Regions from separate parts of the Mus musculus genome. Here regions 2 and 3 are each linked to region 1. A link is a contact called in public Hi-C and promoter capture Hi-C data. All regions are on one chromosome and are shown on one strand. The core of a region is the stretch at or near the end of the contact, and the rest is flanking DNA. Distances in the headings are between cores, read along the strand shown.

Region 1 (2,620 bases), core at 31-2,530:
CACACACATTCACACACACACAAACATACTCTCACACACACACACTCACAGAGACACACACATTCACACACACAAACATACTCTCTCTCACAACACACATACTCACACACACACATACACACACACACACACACACACACACACACACACACACACACATACACCTCGATGGAGCTGTGTCTTTCTTCTTACACTAACGGTTTCCAAAGAACCAAGCAGCTTTCTTTTACGTAAGCAACCATTAGCAATTACCATTGCTGCACAAAAGTAAAGGTTTTAAAGGCAACTCTTTAGATTTCAACTTCTATTTATAAAACGCATTTGCATGTACGTGTGAAGTTTTAGCGCTTTGTGTGGGTACGAAGAGCGAATGAGGGGCTGGGAAAATGACTCAGTCAGTAGAGCACTCGCTGTACAATCATAAAACTGTGAGCCTGGATGCCAGGAACCTACTTTCGAGACCCAGCAAGTACCTTGAGTCTCTTATCCCATTATTGCTGCAGGAGGATCCCTGGAGCTCACTGGCCAGACATTCTAGCCAATCAGTAATCTCCAGGCTCAGTAATCGCCAGACATTCTAGCCAATCAGTAATCTCCAGGCTCAGTAATCTCCAGACATTCTAGCCAATCAGTAATCTCCAGGCTCAGTAAGAACCTATCTCAGAAAATTAAGGTTGAAGAGCAACTGAGGAAGACACCCTATGCCAACCTCCAACCTATACATACATGTGCACATACGCGTATGTACAGAACACACACATGTAAAAGATTATTAAATGAAAACACGTGTCAAGGGGTAAGCATATTGCCTTGTAATAACAGGTAATAATGTAGCTTCCAGGATTATTCCCGAGTCGTTCCCATTTTTTGCTCTATTTGAATTCACTTTAGCCAGTTTCAAACATTGGCTTAAACGAAGCAGTCTCTCATCTAGACTGGGGACAAAGAAGGGAAGCTTAAAGTGGGGTAGTCCCAGAGGAGTGGCCTCAACGTACAGGCCTGTTTCTCAGGCCATTCCACTCACAGGTGTCTAGCAAGTGTCAATGACTGTTTTTTGACAGCGATGACCACTGAGAAAGATAAGGCTCTCCACACACGTGTTAGTGACTGTCATGGTTCCTCATATAATCCTTACACATAGGCCACACAGGCAGCAGATGGGATTTCCTACCTGCATGTAGTAAACTTGTTTGGAGAGACTCACATTTACTGTAGCTGAAGAAAACAATGAAGGGTAGAGCTTTAAGAACCTCCATTGTTTCAGATGAAGTTCCGCCGTTTGAGAGGAATGATGGTGTTTATATTCTTTTCCAGCAATTATCATTAACCGTTAGCTTTTCTAGTGAATATTAGTTTTTCTTAAGGCTCCCATGGACTGTCATGAAACCGGACAAACTCAGGACAGTGAAGAAATGTCCGTGTTTGTTAATGAATACAGGAATTTAAAGCAGATCATGTCGACCTATGATATGTTTGAGATTGCAACACACAGGCCTCGTGCTAGCAAACGATGCACCTGTTTGGTAAATGCCAGTCTACAGTATCTCGTTTCATAGAAATGCCTGTTTACATGTGCAAAGTTCTAAAGAGGCAAAGAGAAAGCAAACATGAACTGCCTTTGACTGGGCAAGTGGACTGGACTCAGGTGTCAATGCCAACACTGGCATTGCCAAGACCCTGGAGAGGGGAGAGGTGGAGGGCACAGCCAAGCCAGCAAACACAAAGGACTCCTATCCCTGAGTGCTGGTTGTCAATCAGGACCATCATGTGACTTTCACTCACACACGTCACCACTGCCTAAATGGAAAATTAAGACCAATTCTTTTTTTTTCCTTGAAAATCTCAAATAAAAAGTTTAATTTTAGAATCCAAGCTCATCATTTATATAAATACACTAAAGCATAGTCCTTGCAAACTCAGAAATTCAAAAAAAAACATTTTTTTTCTAAAAGGTCAGAGGCAAATGAGTGATTTGTTTCACCCATATTTAATTGATTTGAAATGAGGAAATGAAAAACCTTTTAGAGTTATAAGCAGAAACTTTAGAGTCCGGTAAAGAATCTGATAGCTGATACTTCATGTTGATATCTTTGGGATTCTATAAAGTCCCAATGATGGTTGGGGCTTCCCTATCATAGGAAAAACAAATCAAAATGCCTAAGGCTTTTCTCATGACTGCAATAAACAAGCACTTTCCCTGTCAACAGGCGACCCCTTCAAAGTAGAATCTGAGCTATATCTGGTCAAACTGTGAGGGGTCAGTGCGTACTTCTTATGAGATGGCTTTATTGTATAGAGACACAAAAGTAAATCAGAGGCATGGAGGTTTGATCAACAGGCCATCTGTTGTCAACGTGTCATACCATGCACTGGCGAAGTCCTAAGCATGATGCTAAGACCCAGATCCAATTTCAAGGAGCTCATGAAAAACGGGGTATCTCTGAGTTAACTGGCCGTGGAAAACCTGAATGCATCATCTGACGCGGGAACCTTCTCATGACCCACACTCCGTGATATGCCCAAGTTCAGTTTTGCTTTCAGATGCCTGGTTCTGTAACGTGCACAGCTTCCAGAATATTCTCTCTTCGGCATACTGTGGAGCCTGTGGTTAAGAACTGTT
Region 2 (2,620 bases), core at 74-2,573, 160 kb after region 1:
TTTTAAGAATGGGAAGAAGAGGGGAAACATTTAGCAGCTGGAGAAAATAAGGTGACTAAGAGTTAGACGTGGGGTTCCTGTGGGGATAATAAAATGTTCCAAAATTGTAGTGATGAGAGCATATGAATATGTCAAAAAGCTCTTGAATTGGACATTTAAATGGTGAATTGTGTGGTGTGTAATTCTAGCTCAGTAAAACCCAGGTTCTGGGCCCAGCACCAAAGTTGTGGCTCACAACCTCAGTGATCCCCATGCCAGGGTATCTGACAGCCACTTCTGGCTTCTATGGGCACCAAGTATGAGGCCCGTGTACGTACATACAGGTAAAACACTCATACATTCCGAGTATAATAAAATAAGTCTTTAAAAGATGTAAAGGGGAAAACTGCAAGTCTTGTGTAGGTGCCCTTTAGAAATGTACTTAAGACATTTTTTTGTTTCAAAAGAATAAACATAAGAAGGAAAGTCCTATAATGGCTGCTTTGAAGATGTTAAAGATGCGGGTTCAGGGGAAAGAGCCACTGTGGCAGACAAGAAGACGTATTGGTACATATCTGATATCCTTGTACCATAAATAAAATATTGATTCACTTAGACACTTTTCAGCTTCTTTAACCAGCCTTAAAATAACAATGGCCAATAGACCGGAAACCACTTTAATTCTGTGCATACTCTATTCCTGAAGTAATCACTGTAAATCAGAAATTGACGAGAAGCCTTGCCACGTAGGATTCACCTGTAATATCTTAAAAGTGAAAACGTGGGGGAGGGGAGGTCCCAGGTAAGAGGTCAGAGGAGACGTGGTCTCTGTGAGAGCTGACCAAGAGTCAGAATAAGGAAAGAATAGACTTTATTCCTAAGAAAGAAACAGCAGAAGAGTTCCAGATTTCAGAATCCCGCAAAGGAAGTGAAAACACACACACACACACACACACAGCTATCAAAAAAAGGCTATCCAGAGAGTCAAGCCTAGGGTGGCGTCAGTTGTGTAGCTCGCAGGCAGAAGAAGGAGAGAAAAGCTACTTCAAGGTAAGGCAGACAGCGGCAGGCAGTCCCACCCTCACTGAGGACAAGCCGCCACCCTCACAGGACTCAAATTCAGCTGCGGGTTTTGGTGAGTCTGTGAATCTTCCAGGAAACCGTTCCAAGAAAGGAATTCCAATTTTGGGAGGCTGTATGGTGTGGCTAGATGACAACGCCTGGACGTCATCCTGAAGGAGAAACTATTTTTAAAATTCGAGTACTCGGGCAGTGGCGGGCAGAGAGGGTAGGCGCTGAAATCAGGAAACATACAGGTTGGGGAACTGCAAATTTGTTTTTTCCGGTTACAGACAAGGGAACACCACAGAGATGCAGCTGTGGAGAGTAAGAAAGATGGAGACTGATAAGCTAAAGCCACCACCTGTCATTTACTGCTTTTGAGTCCGAGGATGACTAAGTTCCAGGAGCATCCCTCTGGCACTCTGGTGACTACAATTGGGAGACTGAGAAAGTATGAAGGCAGGCCTGATGCCTGTACTGATCCCAGTGCTATGGTTGCTTCTCACACAGCCAACACAGTGGGAGACACCCTAGCTAAAAGCATTAGTCACCGCGGGGGTATGTTCTTGGGAAAGTAAGACTTTCCCATAGAATTGCAAAGGTAAGGGCGTAAGGGAGACTCCTAAAGCCAAAGACTGCCCTGGCTCAGCAATAGCAAAGAGACTGAAAGACAAGTGTCCGAATTCACCTGATACCTACCCCATTCCCGTAACTGATAGTCTTCGATTTTTGAGGATCCAGAAAGAAACTGTTAACATTTCTTTTGCACCGTATAATTCCTTTTATCTTTTCCTTTTCTACAGATTTAGCAACATTTTTACTTCATTGTAATTTTATTATTTACTCTCCTTCACGTCCACCAGATTTTTTAAAAAGATTTATTTATTTTATTTATGAGTACACTGTCGTTGTCTTCAGATACACATACCAGAAGAGGGCATCAGAAAACCCATTACAGATGGTTGTGAGCTACCATGTGGTTGCTGGGAATTGAACTCAGGACCTCTGGAAGAGCAGTCAGTGCTCTTAACCGCTGAGCCATCTCTCCAGCCCTCTACCTAATTTTTTTTTAATACATTCTTTTCCATCTGGAACTGGAGTAACAAGTCGTTGTGAGCTGGCACGTGGGTGCTTGGTATCAACTAAAAAACAAAAACAACAAAATACTTCAGCTCCAGGCCTGGAAAGATGGCTCAGCAGCTAGAGCACCTATGTTGATACCTTTTTATATGTTTGTGATACTGTGTCTTAGAGTTTCTATTATTGCAATGAAACATCAGGACCAAAGAGCGAGTTGGGGAGGAAAGGGTTTATTTGGCTTAAGTTTCCACATCACTGTTCATCACTAAAGGAAGTCAGAACAGGAAGTTAAGCTAGGAATCTGGAGGCAAGAACTTATGCAGAGGCCATGGACAGTGCTGTTTACTGGCTTGCTCCCCATGGCTTGCTCTTCCGGCTTTCAGCCCAGAGATAACACTACCCACAATGGGATGGGCCTTCCCCCATCAATACTAATTAAGAAAGAGACTTACAGCTGGATCTTAGGAAGGCATTTTCTCAACTGAGGCTCCCTCCTTGC
Region 3 (2,620 bases), core at 81-2,580, 140 kb after region 1:
AGAAAGAGGATTAGGCATAGAAAGACCATCCATGCATTGGCAAACAAGAGTAATGATTGATTTAGACTGTCCTCGAGCTAGATGAAGGTAAAGATCTAGACAGCAGGAGACCAGTGAGGACAATAGAATGATCTGCAAAGATCTCGCCCTAAAGGCAGGGACAGAGACCAGGGATGTGGGTTTCAGCAGCAGATGTCCCAGGATCCAGCCAATTTACTGAAGACAGGAAGGGGAAGGAAGAGGCAAAATAAATAGACATAGGCATGAAAATAGACACACATTTATCATCTCTTTATTCAATGCATTAAGGAAATTTTAATTTTTATAGAAGAAATGCAAAAAGATAGAAATGTTAATATCTACCCATCATCATAGAGTGTCCAAGTGGCATTATCATCTTGGCAGTTTGGGCTCAGGAAGACTCTACTGTTTCATTTCATTCACATGCCTAGCAAAAGCAGAAGGAAAATGGTCTCACTCTGGACTGGTCTTTTGTTTGTCTTCTTTTCCAAACCTTAGATGTGAGATTCTGACTATAAATAAGAGACACTACATTCTTTTTGAGAATGAAATGGAAAGCATTTTGAGGAGAAGGAGAGGAAGTCATGAGGAATGAGGATAGGATGAGTGCACTCAGACCTAGCAGTCACTAAAGGGAAATCAAGAGGTAGGGATTCGGATAGACTGAAGGGAAAGCCAAAAGCCGTTGTCACTGCCTCTCACTAGAAACTCTTGAAAATGGTCCCAAAAAGTACCCATCTGGGCCAAAATGGCGAGACCCTCTGTAGAGCAGAAAGGACCATAATTACACGGTATTTAGGAAGCTCTTAAACTAGCAATGTCTCACCATCTTAGTCCTTTACCTTCATCTAGCCCATGTACCCTCTAAATCTATCATTCCCTCATGTTCATCCACGCTATAGCATTGAATCTTCTGTCTCTCTGTGTAGGGGGGAGGCATGTTATATGCATGTTTGCTTGTATGTACAGGTACATGTGAGAGAAAAAGAAATAGAGGAAGACAGTGCAACATAGAGACAGAGAGAGCTCATGTGGAAGCCAGGAGACAACCTTGAGTCCCATCCCTCTGGTAGCATACACCTCTTCATCTTTTCTTTTGAGAGAGTCTCTCACTAGCCTGGAGCTTGCCAAGTAGGTAGGCTAGCCAGCAGCTCTGTCTCCCCAGTTCTGGGACAACAACTGTGAGCCACCACACCGGGTTTTTTTTGTTTGTTTGTTTTTTGTTTTTTGACATGAGTTCTAGGGGGTCAAAGTCAGATCCTTGTGTTTGCGAAAAGCAAGTATTTGCTGACCATCTCCCCAGTCCCGAAACTGAATCTTAACAGTTCAGTCACATCCTAAACAAACAAGTAAGAGGTGTGTACAGTAAGCTCATGGGCCAGCAGATGGGAGTGAAGGAAGAGTTTTAGAACTTTGGTGGATTTGACTCACTTGTTATGAAATGTGACAACATCCAAATGTGGTCCCTGCAAAGCTTCACCCTGGGCTTAAGTGCAGAAGGCACTACGGCATGGGCAGCTACACAGGAATTCAAGTGTCCTCAAAGGATCATTCACACTCCTAGATCAGATAGCCTGTGATAGGATAGGATCCTGAGGAATATGCAATCACATTAAAATAAAGACTAAAAATAGTCTCAAGTGAAAGAATAGGCCCTTCTGTATTTGGCAAGTTTGGTAAGTTAAATCCTAACCATACTTTGTGTTAGCCCCAAATCAGAAGTGAAGTCCTGGCCACTGCCATCACTCTGCACAGCGTTAAGTCATCATGATGATGCTGCCTTGAGATAAGAACATGGTGTTCTGAGCAGATCTCGGGCACAATGGCCCAAACCATGTTAGAAGGTAACAGTCCCTTTGGCAAGAGTTTATCAGAAAGTCCAATGTCACATGGAAAATTCATCTAGAACATTCACAACATGTCTTATCCTGGAGAACCCACCCACGCATGTTTATCTATTCTGTGTTCTTCTACGAACCTCACCAGTTCTCGAAAATTTGTTGACTCTGGCCACAAAAATACTAACCACTTAGAGGTTAGAGGTCACTTAACACCAAATTAAAACTTGCCAATACCACCCCAGGAGAGCAGCAAGGAAGGCACCCTTCTTTCTGCTTTTTGTCCATTCTTGTCAACCTTGTCCATATCGTTTCCCATACACTTTCCATGTTTCTCTCATTTCAAAAAGACCTCTGGCATTTATCACTGGCACAAGGGTTACTGATTGCTCATCTCTGGTATGACTCTCCTTTCCTGGGGAGAATTTCTTAGATCATTACTTTCTTCTAGCTTTTCTCTCCAATGGGATTTGGAAATCTCTTGCTTCTCAGGCAGGGAATGTAAGGGGGAAAATAATCAGAAGTATTTGCCATTCCAAAGTTACTCTGACGAATATGCTCCAAACACATGACATCATTACCTGGAGGAAACCGTCCTAGCCTCCCATGTTCCTCAGGATGTCGGCAGAGTAGCAGAACACGCTTAGTAAAGCACATTCTTCAACAGAATCCCACACTGTGAATGATCCAATCAATTTAAAAATGAACTTCCACTTGCCTAAATGCTCTCCAGAGTGTGCCAACTCAAGAAAATACTTCTC

The links. Promoter capture Hi-C pulls out the DNA fragments that hold promoters and counts their contacts. A called contact is a pair of places that touch in the nucleus more often than the background predicts.
Region 2: a contact with region 1 is called in a Hi-C map of cerebral cortex, with 1.9 times the contacts expected there. The contact joins the enhancer-like site here to the promoter of Albfm1 in region 1. A contact is called at or near these places in 7 of 39 promoter capture datasets (the 3T3-L1 cell line, cranial neural crest, embryonic stem cells and 3 more), 8 of 484 Hi-C or Micro-C datasets (cerebellum, cerebral cortex, embryonic stem cells and 3 more), 4 of 115 datasets of contacts at active chromatin or transcription factors (bone marrow-derived dendritic cells, hepatocytes, liver and 1 more) and 3 of 9 other capture datasets (adipose tissue, macrophages and pancreatic islet).
Region 3: a contact with region 1 is called in a promoter capture Hi-C map of liver, with 2.1 times the contacts expected there. The contact joins the enhancer-like site here to the promoter of Albfm1 in region 1. A contact is called at or near these places in 6 of 39 promoter capture datasets (the 3T3-L1 cell line, cranial neural crest, embryonic stem cells and 2 more), 4 of 484 Hi-C or Micro-C datasets (liver, pre-megakaryocyte-erythroid progenitors and uterus), 2 of 115 datasets of contacts at active chromatin or transcription factors (hepatocytes and liver) and 2 of 9 other capture datasets (liver and pancreatic islet).

What each region holds. Positions count from the first base shown.
Region 1 is chr5:90,559,869-90,562,488 of GRCm38.p6, reverse strand. Albfm1 (albumin superfamily member 1) reads right to left here and starts at 1,280. Exons shown (of 14, transcript NM_001252661.1): 1 at 1,172-1,280. The coding sequence starts at 1,256.
Region 2 is chr5:90,401,859-90,404,478 of GRCm38.p6, reverse strand. No RefSeq gene overlaps it. Among named protein-coding and RNA genes, the nearest start is that of Gm35999, 11 kb to the left of the region's middle. Within about 2 kb of position 1,323, at least 19 of the 459 cell types and tissues checked have an H3K27ac peak or open chromatin away from gene starts, as enhancers often do. A contact at or near this core is called in cerebral cortex, where this site is marked.
Region 3 is chr5:90,424,056-90,426,675 of GRCm38.p6, reverse strand. Gm35999 (a long non-coding RNA gene) reads right to left here. Exons shown (of 3, transcript XR_389325.2): 2 at 364-448. Among named protein-coding and RNA genes, the nearest start is that of Gm35999, 11 kb to the right of the region's middle. Within about 2 kb of position 1,330, at least 4 of the 459 cell types and tissues checked have an H3K27ac peak or open chromatin away from gene starts, as enhancers often do. A contact at or near this core is called in hepatocytes and liver, where this site is marked.